Regions from separate parts of the Sus scrofa genome. Here all the other regions are linked to region 1. Evidence: chromatin contacts called from public HiChIP or PLAC-seq data. All regions are on one chromosome and are shown on one strand. The core of a region is the stretch at or near the end of the contact, and the rest is flanking DNA. Distances in the headings are between cores, read along the strand shown. Region 1 overlaps RBMS1 (RNA-binding motif, single-stranded-interacting protein 1). Region 2 has its middle 130 kb from the start of TANK. Region 3 has its middle 150 kb from the start of TANK.

Region 1 (3,644 bases), core at 426-2,925:
CTCATTCAAATTTCTGGCATATGATTCTCTGTAAGTTAAATTTCTTTTCCTCTGTTTTTCTATAAAAATAGGTACATGAGTCCTTATTCTTTTCAACCAACAAAATCATGAAAGGGTGCTATACGAATTAAAATGTCAAGATTTTGGTTTTGCTTTGGTTCTATTATACTTGAATCTGTAACTGTAGATCAAATTCTACAACACCATTAAGGAGAGACAAGTATCTGGGAAACCAGGAGAAAAAGGGAAGCTCCCTTTTGCATTTATTGTGGATTATTCCTTTTCTAAATTACCTGGATGGATGCCTCAATCCTCTACCTTCTTTCATTGTGGAAATCTAGTATTGGAGCCTGTTAGTCTCCATTCCTATAGCAAGCCTGTAAGAAAATAAGAGCTTATTTTCAGGACACTTTCAGATAATTCAGTGAATTATAATAAAATTACAAATTACAAAAGATAATAGTCATTGGTTTTTGCCATTACAGTTTACCTAGAGAAATAGAAGTGAACATAATCAACTACTGTATATGATCAAACTATGTGCAAAGGGTAAGTGCCATCGTGAGGAAGGGTGGGGCAGATGTGGTGTGGAAATGACTGATCACATCTACCTCTTGCTACATGACTTGGGAAGAGACAGAAAGTACTTAGGAAATCAACAGAACCTGTGGAAAATTACAGCCAACCCCCCCCCAAAAAAACCCCTCCAAATCATGAAAAAAAAAATTCAAACTTGGAATAACTATCTCTTTCCCATGAGTAAAAATCAACTGCTCAAATGAAAGTTTTGATAGCACAGGGTGAACAACTATACCTTGGAGGAACAAAACCCTCATATAAGCCAAGAATGACAAAAGGTCTAAGACATTCCTAAACGTCTGGGAGACACACTCAATGTCTATCCATAATCTGGGATCCACAGCACAAATGAGGATTTAAGGCATTCCAAATACAGAAGGAAAAAAACAATAAAAATGTCCTTTCTCTTTAGTTGCTAAGATTACCATTAAGGTATTTTATTTCACCTGAAGAAGGGGATAATAGAATAATTAATGACACCCTTTAAGCAAACGAGGATGCGGAAAAGCTTTTTATTCTCCACTAAAATAAGGTTCACACAAGAAAATCTAGAATAAAAAGTGAACTTTTACTTAGCTGAGTATGTATGAAGGTGAACTTTCCAGCAAAAGAATATTTAGTTAAGAGTATTGCAGTTGGCTACATAAGGAGGTTAGAAAAATTCCCCAGCCTAACTGTCCTTAAGAATGACTAGCTTGGGAGTGCCCGTCATGGCCCAGCGGTTAATGAACCTAACGAACCGACTAGCCTCCATAAGGACAAGGGATTGATCCCTAGCCTCACTCAGTGGGTTAAGGATCCAGCATTGCCGTGAGCTGTGGTGTAGGTTGCAGACACAGCTTGGATCCTGTGTTGCTGTGGCTCTGGTGCAGGCTGGCAGCTACAGCTCTGATTGGACCCCTAGCCTGGGCACCTCCATATGCTGCAGGTGTGGCCCTAGAGAGACAAAAAGACAAAAAGCAAAAAACAAACAAAAAAAAGAATGACTAATTCTGGGTTATCTAATACACTTAACACATGGGACAAACTGATGACAGACCTGTGGCAAATTGATACTCCCCAAGCTAAGAGAAGGCAAATGAGAAAATTCTGATGTTGTCATGACAATATGACTGATCATGACATCAGCAATTCCTAGTTCCAAACTATAAAGAACACTCCCAGCATGCTGACAACATATTAGAGAGATCCTCTGAGAACCACCCTTCCTTCACCTCCCAATTTAATATTTGATCTAGTGGCAGATGTGATGATATTTCAACTAAAGGATTATTAAATGTTAAAATCCTGTGAAATACTTCCAAGTTGGAGGAAGCACCAGGAGAAAGAAGTAGATAACTTCTGAAGACATTCTGCAGTCTTACATATTATATTATATTATTATTATATTATATTATGTTACAGTACATTATATTGTTATGTTTTATTATATTATTAAAGTGTTACAATCCACAATCTCAGGGGAAGAGACAGGGCAGGCATTCTCAGCTTTTTTGAGCAGGAGAGAGAGCCTCAGGTAGGATAAAAAACTTGACCTAGGTCATAAGGCAGCACCTCAAGGTTGGAAAGAATTATTAAAAAGCCATTCTCCACGCCTGGCATATAATAATCACCCAAGAAATATTTCAATAATAGAATGAATGCTACTGTCTCTCTCCTTGGCCACCATGATGAATAATAAATTCACTGAACCTATCTACATGTAGCCATTTCTATTAGAAGATTCTTTGTTAAACGGCCTCCGAATCTGAACCTATTCATTACATTCCTACCCTGGGACTAGAGTCTATGTCTTCTGTAGATTGTATACAGCTTTTCTCTGTATTCTGCACTGTCCAACTCATAAAAGTGAGCATAGAGTCACCTTATTTTGAGCCTTAACACTTTTGTAAGATTGCTTAAACAGTATGTAAATCTCTAATGAGTTAACCCATTGTCCTACATGTAGTAGGCTTTGTTGGAGGCATGAATGGCTGAGGAGAGGTAGCTTTTTACACACACACACACACACACACACACACACACACACACACACGATGGAAATGATGATTTGCATCCTCTTTTCAAAACGATGATTACATGAAATTAGAAAGAGCTGAATGTAAGAAATGGAGTGATCAAATAATAAAAAGTACACTTAACAGATTCTATTAAACATGGTGAATTTGCATCCTAATCTTTAGATCACTTGGGATCCTAAGAGGGGTTGTAATAAATGTTACATTTGTTATTACTTATTAAAGTAATGGGGTTCCATGAGCAAATGGGTTTCTCTCTTGACCTCAACTATTACTGTCATAATAAATATTCTTGCTCTACTTTTTGGGGAAAAGAGGTATGTCCCATAAATCTCTCTGAGATCAGTCTCCTATAAATATCTGGATATAAGCTATGTCCTACAATCTAAGATGCCACTGATTATAATATGCTTGACAATTACTGAGATGTTAACATTTGAAAAAATGGATAACTGTAATTATAAGACATCACAAATGATAAGATGCATCCTGATTTCAGTGATGCTGAAATGTGAAAAAAATGAGTCAAAATCTGCGCAGTATGGCACACAGGTGCGTGAACACAGTGCATGCAAATGCACACACATGTTCCTTTTATTCATAGCCTAGGCTCCAGAAATATATATATTTTTGAAACACTCATTTTTAACCTTCATAAGAATACAGAGCTACTAAGTGATTACAAGCAAATGACTCACACTCTCCATTTTTCCAAGATCTGATTGTGTCTTCCTAGTGGACACAGTCTCCACGAGTCAGAATGAGAAGCTTTACCCTCATCTCACAAAGGAATAAACTGAGCTATCTGCTTCCCTCCTCAGCCTTCCCCTCCCAATCACGTCATTACACCCCTAGTGTTTGACAGATACAGTGCATGTCTATAGTAAGAAGGGTTAAAGGGAGAGAACCTAAATCTATAGAGATTTATCAGCCTTCTCCACTGAACACTTGTTATTAGAGTTTTAAAGGTGTCAGTTAACAGACTTAACTTGAGAACATTCTCAGACTGCTACTTCTTTATCAAGTGTAAGTCACACAAATGCATGC
Region 2 (3,644 bases), core at 526-3,025, 510 kb after region 1:
TGTGACATGGAATCAGGGGAGCGTGGAGACTCCTGGCTCCGAGGCTGGTAGGCAGAGCCCTCCTCAACGTGCACAGAGACTGCAAAAGATCTTATCTTAAAATTTACAGTGTCTACAAAGGCAAAAATTGTTCACCCTAGACATTTCTCTTTTAGTCTATGGCATTGAACACATCTTCTAATCACCCCAATAGTCCTTCCTTGGAAAGCAAATTGTGGATAGATTCAAAATCAAGATGAAAAGGAGGAGGAGTGCTTCTTCTCCCTCTACCAGTGCAGTTTATCCTGCCCACCAAAAGAAAGTGCCCCAACCAGGCCCCACCCCTCATGAGATTTCCATTCTCAGACCCTGCATCTAAACCTTCAGGGCCAAACTGCTCAAGGTGAGGATAAGCTTTTCTCACATTTTTTTTCTTTTGCTTTTTAGGGCCATACCCTCGACATATGGAAGTTCCCAGGCTAGAGGTCAAATCAGAGCTGAAGCTGCTGGGCTCTACCACAGCCACAGCAAAGCTGGATCTGAGCACACTACACCTCAGCTCAAGGCAATGGCACATCCTTAGCCCACTGAGCAAGGCCAGGGATTGAACCAAGTGTCCTCATGGATGCTAGCTGGGTTCGTTACCACTGAGCCATGACAGGAACTCCCTTTTTTCACATTTTACAGAATAAATTAGAACAAGAAATATATGGCTTAAACAACACGTTTGTATAAGGAAGAATTTCCTAATTGGGTGTTTCAACCCTAAAACATTGACAGGATATTCCTCTGCGCTCCTTTCAGACTAAGGCTGAGAATGTTAAGTCGTGCAACAAAACTACATAATAGAGGAAAGGGAAACACATTTTGTGCTTAGATGCCATTATTATGTTATGTCACTTATACACTGTGCCCTGAGAGGGAGGCATTAATGTACTCATTTTACAGATGAGGAAACAATAACTTTCTCAAATTCATACATTTTAAAATAGAAAATCAAAGGTCTAGCCAAAGCTGTCAGATATCAAAGTTCATGAATTTTCCAGTACAGCAATTCATCCAAATAGAGCCATGTCTAATTCCACAATTCCATTCTCTAAGCCCCTTATCTAGCACCATAGACCCTTTAATTCTTTGTCAATAAGCCAATATTTGCCAAGACTTTGCTTCTTGAAAAATATTAGAGATTCTAAAATACCTTGGGAAATAGAAATGAATGCTTGGGGGGGGGAGCAAAATTAAAATAAAATAACTGTCTAAGTAAAATCTCTGGTGTAACAACATCCTTTGGTCTGACATGAGTGACAGGATATGGGAAACAGCTTCCTGAAAACTGTCTCAGCCCCAGATACCGGATCTGTTTCATAAAAATGGGGAAGAAATGAGGAACTAAGCAGGGATGTGGAAAGTCCTGACCAATTGGTAATTGTCCTCAACTTTACATTCAGTGTGAATGCTGACAAATTCTCGGAAATCCCATCTTGTCAATGGAGATCTTGAGAGGTCAGCAATCAAGTTCACATACACTGGTGCAGAAATTCTTCTGATCAGCTCGTCCCGCTGTGGCTCTTGAGTTCTAGGATATGGAATAAACAGATGTGGCTCCATTTAAGAAGGCCCCAAGTCCACATTTACATAAACAGGACTTTCTTATGTCATCTCGGAACTAAGATACTCTTCTGAAAATTTGGTAAGCCAGTATTTAAGATCTCTGTAAAAGGATGTACCCTCATTGACTGCCCATCCCCCTCCAACTCCATCCTTGATTGGCTTCCAGATATGGCCGTTTCTCTCCAGGGCAAATACGTGGTCACAGGATGCTAAGTCCTACTCCCTTACCCCTGGCACACATCACTGATTATAGTGCTCTTTCCAGTTGAGGCCAGATGCAGCCTCAGAATCCTTCCCAGCATGGCTCCAGGCAACCACTACCAATCATTTTGGAGCATCCATTCAAAAGGAAATTGATTTTGCTAAATTGTCCTAGAGACTTCCCTATACTATTTCAAAACCCCTTGTCAGATGTTTTTGTGTGCCCATCCTCCCAGAATCTGAACCACTATTGATAGAAACATCCAACAGAAGATGAAAGAAGAGCTTTGTAAATTACTACCTTTAAAAAAAAAAAAGACAGGAATAATTTACTCAAGCATTCAACAATGACAAAAAAAAGCATGCTTCTGTGTTCTAGGCACTGTACTATTCTTTACAAAGAAGAGTATGACATTTCTTACTTTTAAGATGCTCACAATCTAAATAGAGACAGGGAAATCATGATGTGTTCTCTAAGAGCTACACCTCAATCAGCAAAACCAAAAGGAGGCACAACCCTTATCTACACACACACACACACACACACACACACACACACACACACACACTTCACTTCCATACATTCTCACCTGACTACCTGAGGAAACTCATCCCTCTTTGTTTCTCAAATATTATTCTTGTTTCAGAAAGTTACTTGGGCTGACTGGAATACACAGAAACTAGGCAATATGTGGTCCTTGATTAATTAACACAAGATTCAGTAAAGAGTTCCACTTGGCTTTCCAGTTTTTCAGATTTTTCTCCTGACTTCTTGAAACTTCAGTAGGAAAATTTTTTTCTCAGACCAAATACTTTAGTTTCCAGTATAGCCAATTTTGACTAATTACTAAAGCAGTCCTAGCAATCTTTAAGTATACATGAGTAACTGGGGATTTATAAACATGTAGATTTTTATTTATGAGGGTTAGGATTTATGCCCTGTCTCTTAGCTTTTTTCCATTTATTTATCTCTTTGTGCTGTATTTTGAGAAATTTTGAGAGTTGGTTTTACAGTTCAGTGAATAAATACAGGGGCTCTCTTTGAATTCAAGACCAGTTCTGTGGCTTTGAGTAATTATTTATTTTATCTTTGCCTTGGTTTCCTAAAGTGGGAATATATAATTCTTGTAAGAATTAAAGGAGATAATACATGGTAAATGCTTGAACAATGCCTGGCACATAGTAAGCACTCAATACATATTAGATGATATTAGTATTTCCTCAACTTAATTTTTTATTTGATAACTCATTCTTTAGTTAGGTCCAGTCCATTATGTTTAGTTTTATTGTTTCAACAATCTTGTTTTTCATTAAGTTGATTCTTTTCCATTGTATCCCATTCTAGAGTCATAGCATCTTATTCTTATTTCATAAGTTTTTGTTCTTGTTTTATAGATACTTTCACTTCTTTATCTCATCAAAATTATTAAATATAATCACAGTTTTCATCACACAAAATTGCTACATTTTCCTTACTTTCTCAGATTTAAATTCTTTCTTTTATTGTGTTTCCCCTTTATATAGGGAGGGTTATAGCTATGAATTCATCATGGTCATGAGATGCTTCAAGTCTCTGTGCTGGATTACCATTTCCACATACAAAGTTTGAGCAGGGCATAATGCAGGTGCACAGACTTGCTAAGGTAACTGTAGAGAGGACCCCTTGCCAGGAGAGACAGTTCCAGACCCTTTTCCTGCAGGAGAAACACACTCTAGCCCTTGGGTTTAACACAGGTGCTGCTACTCTGACTCCTGACTGCCCAGCTCCAGCTTCGACTTCCAGCTCCACCCTGACATCCTCTGGCCCCAAACAGACCCACCTTCTTGGACCCTTTTCTTATATCTTCTGAGTT
Region 3 (3,644 bases), core at 342-2,841, 490 kb after region 1:
TGTTGTTGAAATTAGTTTTCCCTCTGATACACATGGATACTAAGTGACCCAAGCAACAGGATTATCAAGTTAAGAAATAAAATGAACAGACATTTATTGAGCATCCTGGGTGATGACAATACAGTGAACACATATGCATTCCTCACACAACTCTTTAGAAAGTAGCGTTGTCTCTATCTAGGTTTCTAATAGCAGTACTAATTATTGAGCACTTACTATTTGATAAGTACTCTTCTAAGCACTTCACATATGGTAGCTTATTTAAATCTTACAACACCTCTATAAAGTGGATTCTGCTATTACCCCCATTTTTCAGTGGAGGAAACTGACTTTTTATGAAGTCCTCTTCCCTCATTTCTGCATCCTAATAACAGTAACAACAACAACAACAATAATAATAATAGTTTGCTTTCATTGAACTCATGTGCCAGGCACTATTCTAAGCACTCCTTTTCCAGACAAAGAACCTGAGGCACAAAAAAGTGACCTTCCCAAAGACAGCCAGCCAGCAATAGACAGAGCTAGCATTCAAACTCTAGTCTGGCTAGAGAGCCCATACCCAGCCATGCTTTCTAACTGCCACAAGTTCTAGCCTCCAGCTTAGGGAATAATTATTGATTCTGTGGGCCCTAGTTTCTGTGGATGCCCACCTCTAGTCTAACGGATTCCTTTTCTTTCCTCTTCTCAAGCTCCATTTCCATACCAGGCTGCAGGGGTGGCCCCCACGTTTCCACAAGCATCTGTATGCTCAGCTTATGCTGCATGTGGGTCCTGGGTTACAATGTGCCTGGCCACCCTTGCTCTGTCCCAGTTCCCAGCTTCCCGGACCACACAAGGTCACACCAGTTGCTCAGGGGCTCTCAGATGCATTTACAATCATAGACACAATAGGCCTGGCAGCCCTGCTGGCTTGCAGAGGAACTGGGCAGTATCACATTTCAAATATTGCCTCTGAGTAATGCTGAGACCATTCAGAGCCCGGTTAAAAAAACACAGTCACGACTCTCCTCGGGACACGGGCTGTTGATTTTGTTAGGTGAGATCACTTGAGGAATATAAAACGCAAGAGAAAGAGTGGCAAAAAGGAAAAACAATAGGTTGGTAGAAAGGGTCATACAAAAGTCAGGAAGCGGTGAAGGAACAGCCTGGCCACAGCGTTCCATTCAGTTTAAACCTAGGGTTTAAGCGGTTAAGGAAAAATCAATCCGTACTTGTTTCAATTCCTTCCCAACTATAAAACGTTTACTTGCATGGTGGCTTTGTGTGTGTGTGTGTGTGTGTGTGTGTGTGTGTGTATCAACTATGACTTAAAAAACCTGACAGTAGCCAAACGCTCAGCACACACACAGCAAAGGTTTTGTGTTCAAAGCACACACCGTCCATACAGCTAAGCATCTATTGATGCTGGGCTTTTAATGTTATGCAAGACTTTTTCCTTCCTTTACTGGCCACTGAGTGACTGTGCTGATTCAACATTTTATAGATGCATAAATTTCCCTTTAGAGGCTGTGCCGAGAATGTGTGCCTCCCTGGGCCAGTTTCTTATTGAAATCAGATGATGCAGGCAGTCTCTCTTGCATTTCAGTGAGAGGCTGCCCCCTAGTGAATATTTTCAGCTATACACTAAACCGACAAATTTATTGTTGCAAACACTGCAGAGGTTTCTCCACACAAACGAGAAACGTCCTTCAGTTGTCAAGGAAGTGACAGTGTTGTGTAATTTAACCATCAATCAGATGTTGCTTTCCTTTCAACTTCCCCCAGCCTATTTTTGGTAGGTTTCAGTGTTCTGTAAAGTTTTCTTTGATAATTCAAGATGTCTCTGATTTTTAAAAATACACACAATGATATATTCTTTTTTAAGCCAATAAAAATATTTTCATGGAACTAAGGGTAAGGGGTTGATGATCAGCATCCTTTCCTGTTCTGACAGTGAGTTGTACATGTATTTCATTTCATTTCCACTTATTTTATTTGACTATTTGGCGATAGTTTTCCTAGCTGGGATAATTACATAGAGCAAAAAAATTTGCTTTTGGAAGGTAACTATAGGAGTTCCCGTCATGGTGCAGTGGTTAACGAATCCGACTAGGAACCATGAGGTTGCAGGTTCGATCCCTGGCCTTGCTCAGTAGGTTAAGGATCCGGCATTGCCGTGAGCTGTGGTGTAGGTCGCAGACGCAGCTCGGATCCCGCATTGCTCTGGCTCTTTCGTAGGCCGGTGGCTAAGGCTCCAATTCGACCCCTAGCCTGGGAACCTCCATATGCCGCTGGAGCGGCCCAAAAGAAATAGCAAAAAGACAAAAAAATAATAAAAAATAGAAGGTAACTGTATCAGCATAATCAGTACTTTTTAGTGTTGAAAGCCTCAATTTTAAATTAACATCTAATTTTTATCCTCATGCAGTTCTAGGAGATACTTCAGATGAAGCATTTTGTATAGTGATGAGCCTTAAAAGCAGTTACTACTATTATTTCAGAATTATCTATTTTATACAAAAAAAATTTTTTAATGGCTAAGTCCACGGCATATGAAAGTTCCCAGGTCAGGAACTGAATCTGAGCCACAACTGTGGCAGCACCGGATCCTTTAACCCACTGCTCCAGGCCAGGGATAAAACCTTCACCTCTGAAGCAATCTGAGCCACTGCAGTTGGATTCTTAACCCACTGTGCCACAACAAGAACTCCAGACAAAAATTACTTTGAATGTTAAACAAGAATACAGTTAGTGTTTTGTCTACAGGTTATTTCTCCATTGTTGTACAGAAGTGAAATAGTTACCATGACAATGTTAAACATTCTCTCCATTAAAAGTTAGTATTTAGAAACTCGAAAATAGTGCAAATTTGTCATACTTTGCTATTTGATTTCTCCATGTCCCACCTCTCTCATCCATCTAACAGCTATAGAAGAAATACAATGCTGTCTGAGTTAACCTTTTTGAAATTTGTAAGACTTAAAGGTGAAAAATCCAATGACTGTGAACAATTGTTATAACATCTGTGTTCTTGGAAACTCACCTGTCTCTGCTCCTCTGCGATCTAATTTTGTACAGATGTCATCCGAAATTAGAATCAAAAGGTGCTCTTCGTTTTATTCTGGTGATTCTTCCATGGATTTTAGAATAAAAGAATCAAAGTTCTTTTAGTTTCTCCTACTCATGTAAACTAATGAATAACCTCCATTTTGTAGGTAGCTGAGAATTAATTTGTGTGAAACTATGAACAAGGCTGTGGAAGAAGTATTAGTATTTTCCCTTTAGAGATAATGAGATTTGGCTCAGAGAAGTTGTGTCACTTTTCCAAGGACACACAGCTCTTTATTGGCACCAGAATTCAAACCTTGGCCAACTGAAGCCAAGCCCTGTGCCCTTCCTCGTCAAAGTCACTCTACATCCTTCTCTTGGCTTGTTGTTTATTAAATCTTAGAGACACAGGCCATGCTGTCCCCATTTGAAGAGAGAAAATTACATTAAGAAAGAATCAAAAGTCAGTAAGTACATACAAACGTCAGCATTTCTCCACGAAGTCTATTCAGATGTTCTAAATTAAGGGAAGCTACTCTCATTGATCCTTGGGAAGAATGAAGGAGAGCCATCCCTAAGGAAGGAAGGACTGGTAAAGCCGCTCTGCAGTGACTCTC

The links. HiChIP or PLAC-seq counts read pairs in DNA pulled down with a chosen protein or histone mark.
Region 2: an H3K27ac HiChIP or PLAC-seq map of alveolar macrophages shows a contact between it and region 1. The contact joins two enhancer-like sites. A contact is called at or near these places in 1 of 47 Hi-C or Micro-C datasets (fibroblasts) and 1 of 2 datasets of contacts at active chromatin or transcription factors (alveolar macrophages).
Region 3: a contact with region 1 is called in an H3K27ac HiChIP or PLAC-seq map of alveolar macrophages, with 7 times the contacts expected there. The contact joins two enhancer-like sites. A contact is called at or near these places in 2 of 47 Hi-C or Micro-C datasets (embryonic fibroblasts and fibroblasts) and 2 of 2 datasets of contacts at active chromatin or transcription factors (alveolar macrophages and skeletal muscle).

Annotation. Positions count from the first base shown.
Region 1 is chr15:67,327,311-67,330,954 of Sscrofa11.1, forward strand. All of the region lies in intron 1 of RBMS1 (RNA-binding motif, single-stranded-interacting protein 1), which reads right to left. Among named protein-coding and RNA genes, the nearest start is that of RBMS1, 80 kb to the right of the region's middle. Within about 2 kb of position 1,676, at least 5 of the 83 cell types and tissues checked have an H3K27ac peak or open chromatin away from gene starts, as enhancers often do. A contact at or near this core is called in alveolar macrophages, where this site is marked.
Region 2 is chr15:67,838,731-67,842,374 of Sscrofa11.1, forward strand. No RefSeq gene overlaps it. Among named protein-coding and RNA genes, the nearest start is that of TANK, 130 kb to the right of the region's middle. Within about 2 kb of position 1,776, at least 2 of the 83 cell types and tissues checked have an H3K27ac peak or open chromatin away from gene starts, as enhancers often do. A contact at or near this core is called in alveolar macrophages, where this site is marked.
Region 3 is chr15:67,815,525-67,819,168 of Sscrofa11.1, forward strand. No RefSeq gene overlaps it. Among named protein-coding and RNA genes, the nearest start is that of TANK, 150 kb to the right of the region's middle. Within about 2 kb of position 1,592, at least 33 of the 83 cell types and tissues checked have an H3K27ac peak or open chromatin away from gene starts, as enhancers often do. A contact at or near this core is called in alveolar macrophages, where this site is marked.